2 separate regions of the Gossypium hirsutum genome follow, and region 2 is linked to region 1. A link is a contact called in public Hi-C data. All regions are on one chromosome and are shown on one strand. Each heading gives the region's core, a stretch centred on a gene start, on an enhancer-like site or on the middle of the called end of the contact. The rest is flanking DNA. Distances are from core to core; before and after follow the strand shown.

Evidence for each region. A called contact is a pair of places that touch in the nucleus more often than the background predicts.
Region 2: a Hi-C map of leaf shows a contact between it and region 1, with 2.4 times the contacts expected there. The contact joins the promoter of LOC107916214 here to the promoter of LOC107916220 in region 1. A contact is called at or near these places in 7 of 34 Hi-C or Micro-C datasets (hypocotyl and leaf).

What each region holds. Positions count from the first base shown.
Region 1 is chrD10:53,424,864-53,431,766 of Gossypium_hirsutum_v2.1, reverse strand. It overlaps LOC107916220 (acidic leucine-rich nuclear phosphoprotein 32 family member A), which reads left to right and starts at 1,430. Exons shown (of 5, transcript XM_016845376.2): 1 at 1,430-1,922; 2 at 2,211-2,265; 3 at 2,368-2,424; 4 at 3,044-3,121; 5 at 3,268-3,896. The coding sequence starts at 1,665. The coding sequence ends at 3,764. It overlaps LOC107916219, which reads left to right. Exons shown (of 10, transcript XM_016845374.2): 9 at 17-88; 10 at 452-1,037. The coding sequence ends at 772. It overlaps LOC107916222 (ER membrane protein complex subunit 6), which reads left to right and starts at 6,649. Exons shown (of 5, transcript XM_016845379.2): 1 at 6,649-6,783.
Region 2 is chrD10:53,581,110-53,587,163 of Gossypium_hirsutum_v2.1, reverse strand. LOC107916214 (alkaline/neutral invertase C, mitochondrial) reads left to right here and starts at 2,338. Exons shown (of 6, transcript XM_016845371.2): 1 at 2,338-3,396; 2 at 3,781-3,946; 3 at 4,109-4,320; 4 at 4,405-4,898; 5 at 4,985-5,033; 6 at 5,150-5,752. The coding sequence starts at 2,599. The coding sequence ends at 5,464.

The sequences.
Region 1 (6,903 bases), core at 181-2,680:
TTGGTTGTCGGTCTAGGTGGAAGCTCCCTCTGCCTATGTCTGTGCTGATAGCAAGATATACGATGCTACTGAATGGTATATTTGTCAGGTAAAGTCAACTTTCACTTGGTATTTGTTATCATGTTAATCTGCCACCCATCAAGGATGCATTTCTAAGGAGGATTGAAGCATTTATTCAAAAGATTAACAGGAGCTACTGCTCTTTTTCTGGTTGCCTAAAAAAGTTTAAGGCGATCTTTGGCTGTTAGTAAGAAGTTTGACTTCGACCAAAAAATACCTATGGGGAACTGTTAATACGAAGATATCTGGAGTTGAATAGGATGCTAAATGGGTTTCACATGGAATTTTCACAAGTTGTACCCACTGACATCCATCTCCTTCGTGTATGAGACTGTATTAGTCTTTTGATATGAATCATGTCTACACTCAATACTGCTGGATTATGTTGCAGGGAATGAGATGTCTACCTAACACACATAAGCCAAGTTTTCATGTGAACACTAGTGTGACATCCAAGCATGCTACCGGCAAGGGATCAAGTTCAGGACAGAGAGGTGGCACAATGCCAACTCCTCCTAATCTGGAAGAAACGATGACCGAAGAAGAATTCTTAGTGTGGTTACAGAATGCAGTACAAGGAGGCATGTTTGACAACTTTAATGGTAGCAGCACCTCTGCTGAAAATCCATCTACGAAAGCAGAAAGCAGCTCGAAGAGCAGCAGCAGCGGTAGTGGAAGCAAGAGAAAGAAAAAGGGTAAGAAACAATGGTAAGCTGCAGTCATCATGATTTGTGTAGCCCCGGATTGTCGAGAGAGAAAGCAATTTTTGGCCATAAACATCCAGAAAACTTGAATCCATGTTTAACTTGTTCTCGGGCCGTGAGGCATATTTCATGCAGATTTTGTATAGCATTTACTATCATCTTCCTTCAAATAATTAGATATGGAGCGTCATACCAAATATGAAATAGATTGCAGACCCTGGAGGTTAATCTTCCCGGTTATAGTATTACTAAAAAAATTTGCACTTCTCTTCTTACACATTCTTCATTTCATTTTGTTGTCAGTATCCTTATCAAAGCGTCAACTGAATTTCTAGTTCAATTTTTATTTTTTTCCTTTGAAGAAATGCCTGACGATACTCTCAATTGCCACACAAGATGGTAGAACTATAATTCAGGACAATTTCCCTTTTTCTTTACTGAAATGGAAGCTGAAAGGATATTGTATTTTCTGAGGATAAATACTCCTATTAGTTCTTGTACGATCCAAATTTTATTCTCTTTATTTTGATTTGTTCAGTTTTAGTTTTAAGCCTTGAATTAAACGGTAGTTGTCAAATTTACTATTTTTAAAATTTTATGTAATCACAAAAAGATTTCATGTTGAATTTGATATAACAAAGGATTTATCAGCTACTGTTAGCTGTTTGGCTCAAAACAGACTTTAAAATTAAAGTAAAGAATCTAAATCTATAACTTATGCATTGTGTAGGGGCTAATAATCGAATTTTACCAACTGCGAACTATGTGATTAAAAAAATGAAATTCGCACGTCTCATAAATGGGCTTTAAGATGTGGGTATTGGGTGCATCTTTTTTATCCATAACTCCAGATTTAAAGATATATGTTACTAGACTCTGCAACTTCTTCAAGTTCCTGCAATGGAGTCACTCCTACACTCTTCTACGAAAATTGTTGCTCCCACCCTACCCAAACTTCAAATAAAATGTGGGTTCTTTGGAAACCAACACTCTTTCTCCATATTCCCGCTACAAAACTCTTGCCTTGGTCGTAGAAAGCTTTTTATTGTGGAGGCAAAGAAGAACAAAAACAACGATAATAAGCAAGACAGTCACAGTTTTATCCCCAAGCCAGATGAGACCACTGGGTTCTTCCCTGAAGCTGTTCTTCTCAAAGAGGTCTCTTTTCTGCATAAACCCTTGTTCCTTTTTTTTCTCCTTTTTATGTTTTCTTTCTTTGTGTTATTATAACTCTGCAATATCAATTGGGTTATATATCTATGTTTAGTAAAGATAAGAGTTTTTTCCCCTTTTTTTGCTTAGTAAGAAGAAAAGGCCAAGGCTTTCTTATTGTGAACTGCCACTGCTTCACGTACTGTTTTTGTGTTCCATTTGAGAAATTTTAGCTCCTTAATCTTTTTTTTTTTCCATGGAAGTTGAGGTGTGGGTTTTCTCTTTGAATTGCAGAAGAAAGTTCAGGAAGATGGTAGACTTCTCCCAGAGTTTGATGACGAAGAAGAACGTAAGTCAATTGTGGTCATTAAGTTTGTATAACCTGCTTTTATATTTCAGATGAATAAATATAGCCGCGTTGTACTCATGAAAATTGTTTGTAAATTTGCAGAAGAATTGTATGAATCTCTTAACCTTGAGCTGCAAAGCGCATTGAACTTGGAACGCAGTAAGCCTACTTCTCGTAGTTACTTTGTAGTTTCTGCTAGTATGATAGGATTAAACATAAAGAAATTTATGGTTGTTTTCTTGAAAATTTTATTATTCTATCATAGTCATCAAGCTTTTTATTTGGTTTTCACAATTATACTCTTTTCTCTGCTTCTTGCCTTTTAAAAAGCGAAAAATATCTTTGAAATGGTTTAATTGACTCCTCGTATTTGTCTGAGCGGACCATGTTGTTGCAAGAATTCTTGATTCATGAATTGTAGGATGAACTTATGTCACTACTAACAAAGACCTCAGCAAGTGTTGGATTCAAAGCTGATTTTAGAAAGTATAAATTGATTTATCGAACTCCTGAATATGAGGCCAAAGATATCAACATCTTGGCAGCCTTCCAAGGAAATGGAATATGAATATCTTAAAATGGGAGTTGAATAATTCAGGGAAACTCATGGTTTTATTAGCCTTTGTAATATCAAAGTTGCATTTTGGGGTTCTGATTTCTGTCAAATATGGAGAAGCAAACCTTTTATCATTGTATGGATAACGTGGATTTTCTTTTTTCAATGTTGTTTGACATCTGGTCACTTTGTTATGATTCATTATTCTCCTTGTTTATACAGTGCGGCACTACGAGGTTGTTTATTTAGTTCATGAGAAGCATGATGAAGAGGTTGAAAGTGTCAATGAGAAAGTCCAAGGTAACTTGGTGTAAATTGTATGCTTATTGTTCTTTTCATTTTGGGCTATTAGTATCCTTCTATTGAATTCCCAACATATTCTTTTGAAAGAATCAATGAGAAAGTTCAAGGTAACCTGGTGTAAATTTCTTATATTATATCTGCAGATTTCTTGAGGGAGAAGAAAGGCAGGTTATGGAGATTGAATGATTGGGGTCTTCGGAGACTAGCATACAAGATAAAGAAAGCTAAGAATGCCCACTACATCTTGATGAACTTTGAGTTGGAAGCTAGATGGATTAATGAGCTTAAGACCATGTTAGACCAAGATGAAAGAGTCATTCGGCATCTGGTGATAAAAAGAGACGAGGCAATCACTGAGGATTGTCCACCTCCACCCGACTGGCACACTGTTCGTGCAGGTGGTGATGATGAAGCTGAAGTCGAAGATGATGAAGATTATGATGATGGTGATGATGTATATGAAGTTGATGATGATGAAGAGCTGGAGGAGGAGGATTGGGATGGAGAAGATGATGTGGATATCTTTGAAGATGGTATTGTTGCTGGAGATGACGATTACATAGAAGAATCAAAGCACAAATCAGGTAGTGTTGGGAATGAAGGTAGAAGGAATCTTAAAGCTCAAAAAGTTTCTAAATAGGTAAACATTCTTCTTAAATCTCTCTCAGTATTCAGGTTTGAGAGGGGAGAGCAGGTGTTCTTGTAAGGTTTGTATGTTTATGAAATTTCATGACTATTTTTAGTATTAAATGAAGAAATTATATTTTTGAGACGAGCAATGGAAATCATCTACAAACCTCAAGACCCACACTTGCTATGACAACACTTCCAATGGCAGGTTAAAATTACTGATAGAAAACACTTCAGCTGACCCAACCATTGATTTTTTGTTGAATCAACAATAATTCAAGAATTTAATGCCAGCTTAATTAGAAGAACCAAACTCCTCCCAGTCATCCCGAGTAATAGATAAACAATACTAGCTTTCTTTGAGGTCCACTTCGCCCTTTAAGCACTACCACTAGCAAAACCAAGTACAGTGTGAGTAGTAATTGAGAGTAAAAAAAACCCATGGTTACTTCCATTTCGTCTGCAGCCATTGTTGCAACCAGACTCTTCATTTTAGGGAAGCTTTTAACACTATTGGTAATATCTGAAATTCAAACTTGGGAATTATACGCCAAAATCTCACATTATTATTGAGAATATAATATTCCTTGAATTAAATGCACCCTTAAAGCGCCTCGGGTTCACATAATATTAGATTACTTAGAACGTTATACATTCTTTTATTTAAATTCATTTAGCTAAAATATAAGATTATTTAAAAGCACATTCTGGTATAGAAGTTACTTCTATTTAAGCTTATACTATTTTATATCTAGTTTTTAAATAAATAAATTGAAATTAGCGAAGATGAATAAGTAGCTGGGGCTTTATATATATATATAAAAGTGATAGGAATTTTTCTTTTTGTACTTACTCTAGCAGCAGTTCCAGGCCAAGCTAGAGTAAAGATAATAGGTAGAAACTTCTTGTGTTGGCTCAATCTGGTACATGTATACATCTACTTTAAAAATATATCAAAGGATAAAAAAATTATCATTTTGATTTAAGTAAAACGAATCAAAGTCTTTACAAATGGGGTAAAATTATCTAAAATCTCTCATTATCATGGGAATGTAGGATTAACTAAGGAAGAGGTGGTGTTCAGATTATCGATTATCCCCTATATTTTAAAATCTTGGCAGTAGTGGAGTGTGATATTATCGACTTAAAGTAATCTTTGAAATCTAAATAGAATGCTATTCCAGAATCTTACCTTATCCTCGAAAATGTAGGATTACTTTTGCAATATGGTTACGGGGATATAATATTATATAACCATTATCGGAAATGTTACATTACTTGTTTGGTTCATGGGTGGGAATGTAAGAATTTTAGTGATTAGTTGATGGAATGTAATATTACCTAAAAGTACATTAAATTAAATAATAATTATTTTTAATTTAAATTTTTTATAAAATTATGATAAATTATCAAACCTATTTTTGTTACACCTTAATTTAAACATCTTTCCTAATATTTGTAACTACCTATAATTATCATTTATTTATTTTACAGAATTTGATAGTCTTTATGAGAAGGGAAGTAAAACAATTTGTTTTTCACAAAAATATTGCTTATACTAATCCTATACACATTATATATGGGTAAAGTATAAAATAAATAAATAATAGACGAAAATTTAATATAATGTAAATATAAAAATTATTTACCTTTTTTCTTTTTTACATTTTATAGGAAAATTTTAAATTCTCAAATTTAAAATTATATAATAATGATAATTTTTTTATTTTCATCCTTGAGTTACACTCAATCATAAAAAGAAGGTTCAAAGGACATTCCTCATGCTTGACATGTGGTATAGCCTCTATTTTTTTTATAGGATAATGATAAATTTTCAATTTTAGTCCTTATGCTACACTCAAATTTTAGATTATGAAATAATAGTCAAATTTCAGTTTTAATCCTTATGTTACACTCCAATTTAAAATTTAATCTTTATACTTCTACTTTTTGATGTAATTTGGCAACTCAATTTTTCACAATGTCATTTATTAACTCAAATATTTTATTTTGATTATTATCCTGATGTAACTTTTTAGAGTTATTAATGCTATTAAAGTTATTTGTTAAATTAAAATACATTACAATATCATTTTTTTAAATACATTGCAATTAATTTTTTTTAATTTTAAAATATTTAATAGTATTAACAATTAGATCTGAATTTTTTAAATTTAAAAGGAAAAGGAGCTAAATTTCTAAAAATAAAAATAAAAATACTAAATTTCAAAGCATATTTTAATATTCAAATATTTATTCTAGAATTTTAATATTTTTATTAAATTCAAGTCCGTTGCAATGTTATTTTTTTTTACATGGATACCAAATGAGTATTTTTTTTCATTTCAAAATGCCACAACAACAAATTTAACAAAATAATTTTAATAGCGTTATCAGATGGATCTAAATTTTTAAATTCGAAAAGTAGAAGGATTAAATTCCAAATAAGAAAAGAGTATAAGAACTTTGAGCAAATTATAACCTTTAAATTTTTACTCTATAATTTAGTCAATAAATAAATAATTAACCCAAAACCAAGCGTGGGTGGACACCGTAGTAGTTTGATTTTTTGACCGTTAAGAAAAGTCCTTTTTCAGCAAAGATGGCAATAGGGATGCGTTTTATGTTTCTCTCTCCAAAATTGGCCTACTTTCGTTAATATCTTTTGAAATTGGCATATTCGACTAATTTACCCAAAACAATAAAGATTGAATAATAAAAATGATAAATACGCACGATGTGGATGTTTAAAAGATGATACAAATACATCTCTTGTAAAATTAGTTTAATTAAGATTAAACAATAATTCATAAAAAATAAAACCAAAAAAAAATGCTAATTTTTATTTCTGTGGATTTTTTTTATAATTTTGAAAAAGTAAAGGGAGTGTAATGGCATTTAATGGAAAGACGGGATTATTTAAGACTTGATCAAAATAAAATAAAAATTTCGAGTGGGCTATCTCGAAGTAAATTCTCAGTAGAAGAATACAGGAAAAAAAGGGTGTCTCGTATTCTCCGATCATCTGGGTAAACTCTTTTTTTTCTTTTTTTGTATTCTCTTATCTGTTTTTGAATGGTTTGTTGATGCTTAGATCCATTACTATCCCCTACGTTTCGATTATCATGGATGTAAAATTCTTATATTCT
Region 2 (6,054 bases), core at 1,089-3,588, 150 kb before region 1:
CGCGATTTTTCGAAAAATGGACCATTCCGATAAATAATTAAATAATAGGCCCATTTCGATAATTTAAAAAAAAAGAGCTTTTTTGGTAAAATGCCCGTGGAAAACCACTCAGCATAGGAGCAGTTGGGTTCCATCAAGTCATAAACAATCCTCATAATTAAACACACAACCCAAAATAAGAAAATGAATTAGTAAAAGAAAATAAATTAAACACATCCCTACTCTGTAGAGAGCCTTTTCCCTTAACCAAAACCAACTGATGAAAGCAAGAAACTAAAACGTCTCCTGCAACCATAAACCCATCAAGAATTTGCCTAAAAAACAATGTAAAACCACAGGAAACCCCTCATTGAGAAACTTTTAGAGTGAAAGATATGATATTCTCCAAAACTCAAGGGCATAATCGTTAGAACCTTCATAGACGCTTCATCAATCTAATATTAAAGTTAAAATTGATAGAATTTATAAATATTAGAAGGTTAAATTTATTATTAAATAATAATAAAAACCCCATTAATGTTACAAAAATGATTTTATATAATTCAATGGCGAAAATAAAATTCAACTACCACGTGTTAAATCAGGTACAAAGACACATACGTAATTTTGTAGCTTCTAAGGAACCTTTTTTGTACACGAATTTATCCACTTGTTGGGGGCTTGTGGGGACCACAAACATTGCACTTTCTTCATTTCTTCCTTCAAAATACTAGAAGAAGATGGGAACCACCGCCGACCAACCTCATCCATTCGTAGTTGCAAATTGTGTTATGACTCTTTTACCCTTTAACAAAAATGGAATTTGCCCAATATTTTTGTGCTTGTCCTGTTCTTTTTTCTTTTCCAGTTTGATATTCGGACAAATCAAATAGTTTAAAATTTTTACATGTTAAACAAAATACCTTTTTTTGAAAATATCAAAATCACTAGCCAATGTAAAGGTTCTTTTTTTTAATCTTTATTCAATAACTTATTTTTTTTATGTAGGTTTAGGGTTAATTCTACCCCACCACACAAACTCAACAATATTGATTGTTATGTTTTTAATTATTTTTATTTTTATATTTATGCATGTAAATATATTTTAATTATATTCATATTATTAATTAAATTTAATAATTATATTTTAATTTTGAATGTAATTATTAAAAAAATTAAATGATTAAGATAAAAGAAAAATTAAAAGTTTGTACCCAATACAAGCTAGTCGAAGGCGCATTTAAAATTTTTTAAAAGTAATCAAAATTGAATTATAATTTTTTTTATACGTCAAATTATTATTTATTAATTTATAAATTAATCATTTTGAAAGGACTAAAATGATTTTTCTATTTTTTGAAGACCAAAGTGTAGATTTACCGTATATTAAATTATAAATTTATTATTTATGGTGGAATAAAAGGTTAAATTTCTATTTTTAGGGCTAAAACCCCTACTTGCCCCATTGAGTTTGCCCTTAAAGTTAGTACAAATTAACCTTGGTTGAAACACATTGAAACAATCAAAACATACCAAAATTCTAATTAGAATGGAATTTAGATTACTTGGAATCGATTTAGGACCATAATGGTAAATATTGCCCGATATTAACTACCATGGCAAGACATCCTTAAATTATGACTTAAATTTTAAAATTTTCTACAATCAAGTTCTTCTTTTAGTTTGGTTGACAACATATAAATTGTTTAAAAAATAGATAATATCATTAAATTTTAAAAGACTTGTTTTTTTTGACATTTAAGCTAATGAAAAGAATAGAGTGACCTCAAAGGTGTACATATATTTATACAGTAGTAGTTACGGAAGAATCAAATTGAGGAAAGATAATATCTCATAATAATATCTTATTAGGAATTAAATTGTTAAAAAATAACATATCCTAACAACTAACGAGGAAATTAATAAAATGATTTAATTGATACTATAAAATTTCAATTAAAATATTTAAAAAATTCAATAAATTCCACCATACAATATGAATAGAATATGCAATTCTTGTAGAAGAAATATGATTTTTTTCAACACGTTGATCATTTACAGAAATTGTTGTACGAAAGATTCCTCTTCTCCACTACGGTCATCCTCAGACAGATAAGTCTCAAAATTTCTACATATTTTTCACGTAAAAGAAATTTCAAACAATGATGATGATGTGTTTTAAAAAATAATAAATAATTAAAAACAAATCTAATCCTTTCAAGGGCTTTATGGTAAATTCGCACCACCAAAACCTGAAGTCTTTCACGTGCAGGGACACAAACAGTAATTACACCCACCTACCTTTTCCCCCCTTTTCCTTTTGCCTATAAATACCAAGCAATGCCTCTGGTTTCAAAATCTCCAAAACTTTGAATCTTTAAGACAAATCTCTCTCTCAATTCTATAATCAAACGTTCAATTGTAAGTATTCGCATCTAGATTTAATTTCCATTTTTAGCTTTCTTTTCTTTGAAGTTTATTATTAAATTATATTCCCAATTTTTTCTTTTATTTCTCTGTTTATTTTTTAAGATTAACAGAGGTTTTGTATATACATCTTGCCATAGAGTACAGAAATTTGATTCTTGAATTTAGTGAAAAGGGGAAAAAGGATTAGTTATGAAGTCTAGCACTTGTATTGGAATATCCAGCATGAAACCTTGTTGTAGATTCCTAATAAGTTATAGAAGCTCTTCTTTTTTTGGGTTTTCTCCCCCCAAAATGAGCCGTTCCGGTATCCGTAATTTGTCGAAATCTCTTTCTAAGGCGGTTGATCGCCGTAGGGTGCACTCATGTAAGCATAGTAAGTCGCAGGTCGTAGGTTATAAGTGTCTTGCTGATCCGAATCGGAGGGCTTTTAGTGTATCCGATTCAAGCTGGGGTCAGTCTAGGGTAGTTAGTGATAGTTTCCGTGTTGATAAAGGTAGATCAAGGGAAGTTTTAGTAATTCCCAGAGTAGCGTCGGATTTTAGGAATCACTCAACATCCGTTGAACATCATGTTAATGAGAAGAATTTCGAGAGGATTTACATTCAAGGTGGGTTGAATGTGAAGCCTTTGGTGATTGAGAGGATTGAGACGGGTGATGGATTAGTTAAAGAGGATAACACTGGAATAAATGCTAGTGAGTCAGATGTAAATACAAATGATGTAGAGGGTTCGAATTTGACCGAACCTAGGATTGAGAGAGAGGTGTCTGAGATTGAGAAAGAGGCATGGAACATACTACGTGGTGCTGTGGTGAACTATTGCGGAAATCCAGTGGGGACCGTAGCCGCTAATGATCCAGCTGACAAGCAGCCGTTGAACTATGATCAGATATTTATCCGTGACTTTGTACCTTCAGCACTTGCCTTTCTGCTAAATGGGGAGGCAGAGATTGTGAAGAATTTTCTTCTTCACACATTGCAGTTACAGGTACTTATGATCTTTATACCTAAACATTGCTTTTACATTTTAATTGGAAAATTAGTGTGCTTTTTTATCAGTGGAAGTCTTTGATAGTACAACTGATTTCAGAATTTGTAGAAACTAAAAAGATGTATTATCAATAATATGCTACATTTAGTCCTTAGAAGAACATGAATTATTATTTGGATGTCGCGGTGATGCCGTAGAACATAAATTTACATTTTTTGCATTTCTTAGAGCAACAGGGGATCTTGTCTTCAGATAACATCGAAGGAGCCTCATGACTTTAACTGGTCTATTAGCTTCTGGTTATTAGGGTGATATATTGTTGGACTCCCGTGTATTTTCTAGGCATTGGTTGTTTGTTGATGATGTTTCTGGTGGTTTCAGAGTTGGGAGAAGACTGTGGACTGCTATAGCCCTGGGCAAGGATTGATGCCAGCAAGTTTCAAAGTTCGAACAGTCCCTCGTGATGGAAGCCCTGAAGCATTTGAAGAGGTTTTGGATCCTGATTTTGGTGAATCAGCCATTGGTCGTGTTGCCCCTGTTGATTCTGGTAGGACAGTGACTTTTAGTCAACGAAGCATTTCTTGATGATTACTTCTTTAATTTCGAATACCGTCAACATATTTTATTGCCGGTGTTAGTTATCTGACTATCATATTATTGTCACTGTTGAGATGGTATTAATTCTCTGATTTTGGTGTTAAAATCACAGGGTTGTGGTGGATTATCTTGTTGAGAGCATATGGGAAGATCACTGGTGACTACTCATTACAAGATAGGGTGGATGTACAAACAGGCATAAGACTGATCCTAAATCTGTGTTTAACTGACGGGTTCGACATGTTTCCTTCACTGTTGGTCACTGATGGCTCCTGTATGATTGATAGACGAATGGGTATTCATGGCCACCCTCTCGAAATACAAGTAAGCTGAATAACTTTTTGTTACATATATATTAAACATTTCACTCATATATTTGTTTAAACCCTAAGAATCCTGATCTTGCAGGCCTTATTCTATTCTGCTCTGCGTTGCTCTCGGGAGATGCTCACCGTGAATGATGCAACAAAGAATTTGGTAGCCGCCATAAACAACCGGCTCAGTGCACTCTCATTTCATATCAGAGAGTATTACTGGGTTGATATAAAGAAAATCAATGAGATATATCGTTACAACACAGAGGAATATTCAACAGATGCCATCAACAAGTTCAATATCTATCCTGATCAGATTCCTTCATGGCTAGTAGATTGGATTCCTGATGAAGGTGGCTACTTTATTGGCAATTTACAGCCTGCTCACATGGATTTTAGGTTTTTCACACTTGGAAATCTTTGGGCCATTGTTTCTTCTTTGGGAACCCCAAAACAGAACAAGGATGTTCTGGATTTGATCGAGGCAAAATGGGATGATCTTGTGGCTAACATGCCTCTTAAGATTATTTACCCCGCTCTGGAGTCTGACGAATGGCGGATCATCACTGGAAGTGACCCAAAGAATACGTGAGGCTCTTTTCGTTACTTATCCATAAACATAGCAAATTGGTGAATACAATAATCCAGATATTGACTTGCGTCTTTGTTTGCAGCCCATGGTCGTATCACAATGGTGGATCGTGGCCAACACTATTGTGGCAGGTAAAAATCATAGTTGATTGAATTACGTGTCTTCCGAAATCTTTTGTAATGCCTGTGACTGTGACATATCCGTATACCTTAGTCGCGTAATAATGAATTGCTTTTCACTATTTCAGTTCACATTGGCCTGTATAAAAATGGGGAAGCCAGAATTGGCACAAAAAGCAGTTGCTTTGGTAGAGGAAAGGCTAGCAGTGGATCAGTGGCCTGAATACTATGACACAAGAAGTGGAAGGTTCATAGGCAAACAATCCCGGCTCTACCAGACATGGACAGTTGCCAGTTTCCTTACCTCAAAGATGCTATTGCAGAATCCGGAGAAGGCATCCCTTTTATTCTGGGAGGAGGACTACGAGCTTCTGGAGACGTGTGTTTGTGGGCTTAGCAAAAATGGTCGAAGGAAGTGTTCACGCCTTGGTCCTAGATCGTAATGACGGTTCATTAATTACTTTGGGTGGGTAGGATGGGATGGGAAATAATAATAAGTTCGGATGGAAGGGTAGTCAAGTGCTGGATGAGACATGGAGGTGACTGACTAATAATTTTAAGTACCAACAACCATCATTCATGTAATGTACTTGTTTGTTGCATCATTCATCGACTCGATGGCTCAATTTTGGGGGAGCCATCAGGTCCTAAGCCTGAATAATTGAACATATGATTCCATTATTTCTTCAGATAACATAAATTGAATCAATGAATTGGTCGTGTTTTAAAAATCTTGTTGGTCAGTAATTATATATAAAAACAATTTTATTTCATAAATAAATTTGATTTAAGGTTTTTGATCTCAAGAATATCATACATTCACAGCTTTTTTTATTTACGGTATTTATAAAAAAATAATGAGAATATCATACAACGGTCTTTCAATTAAAATATTTTTTAATTAGTTAACACCATCTTTACAGGAAATAATGTATAAGATGATTTTTTTTTTCAATTTTTTCCAATGACTATAAGGAAAATTAAAATAAACTTTACATGTGGTAAGACTATAAGCAAATATTGCACTGAGAGT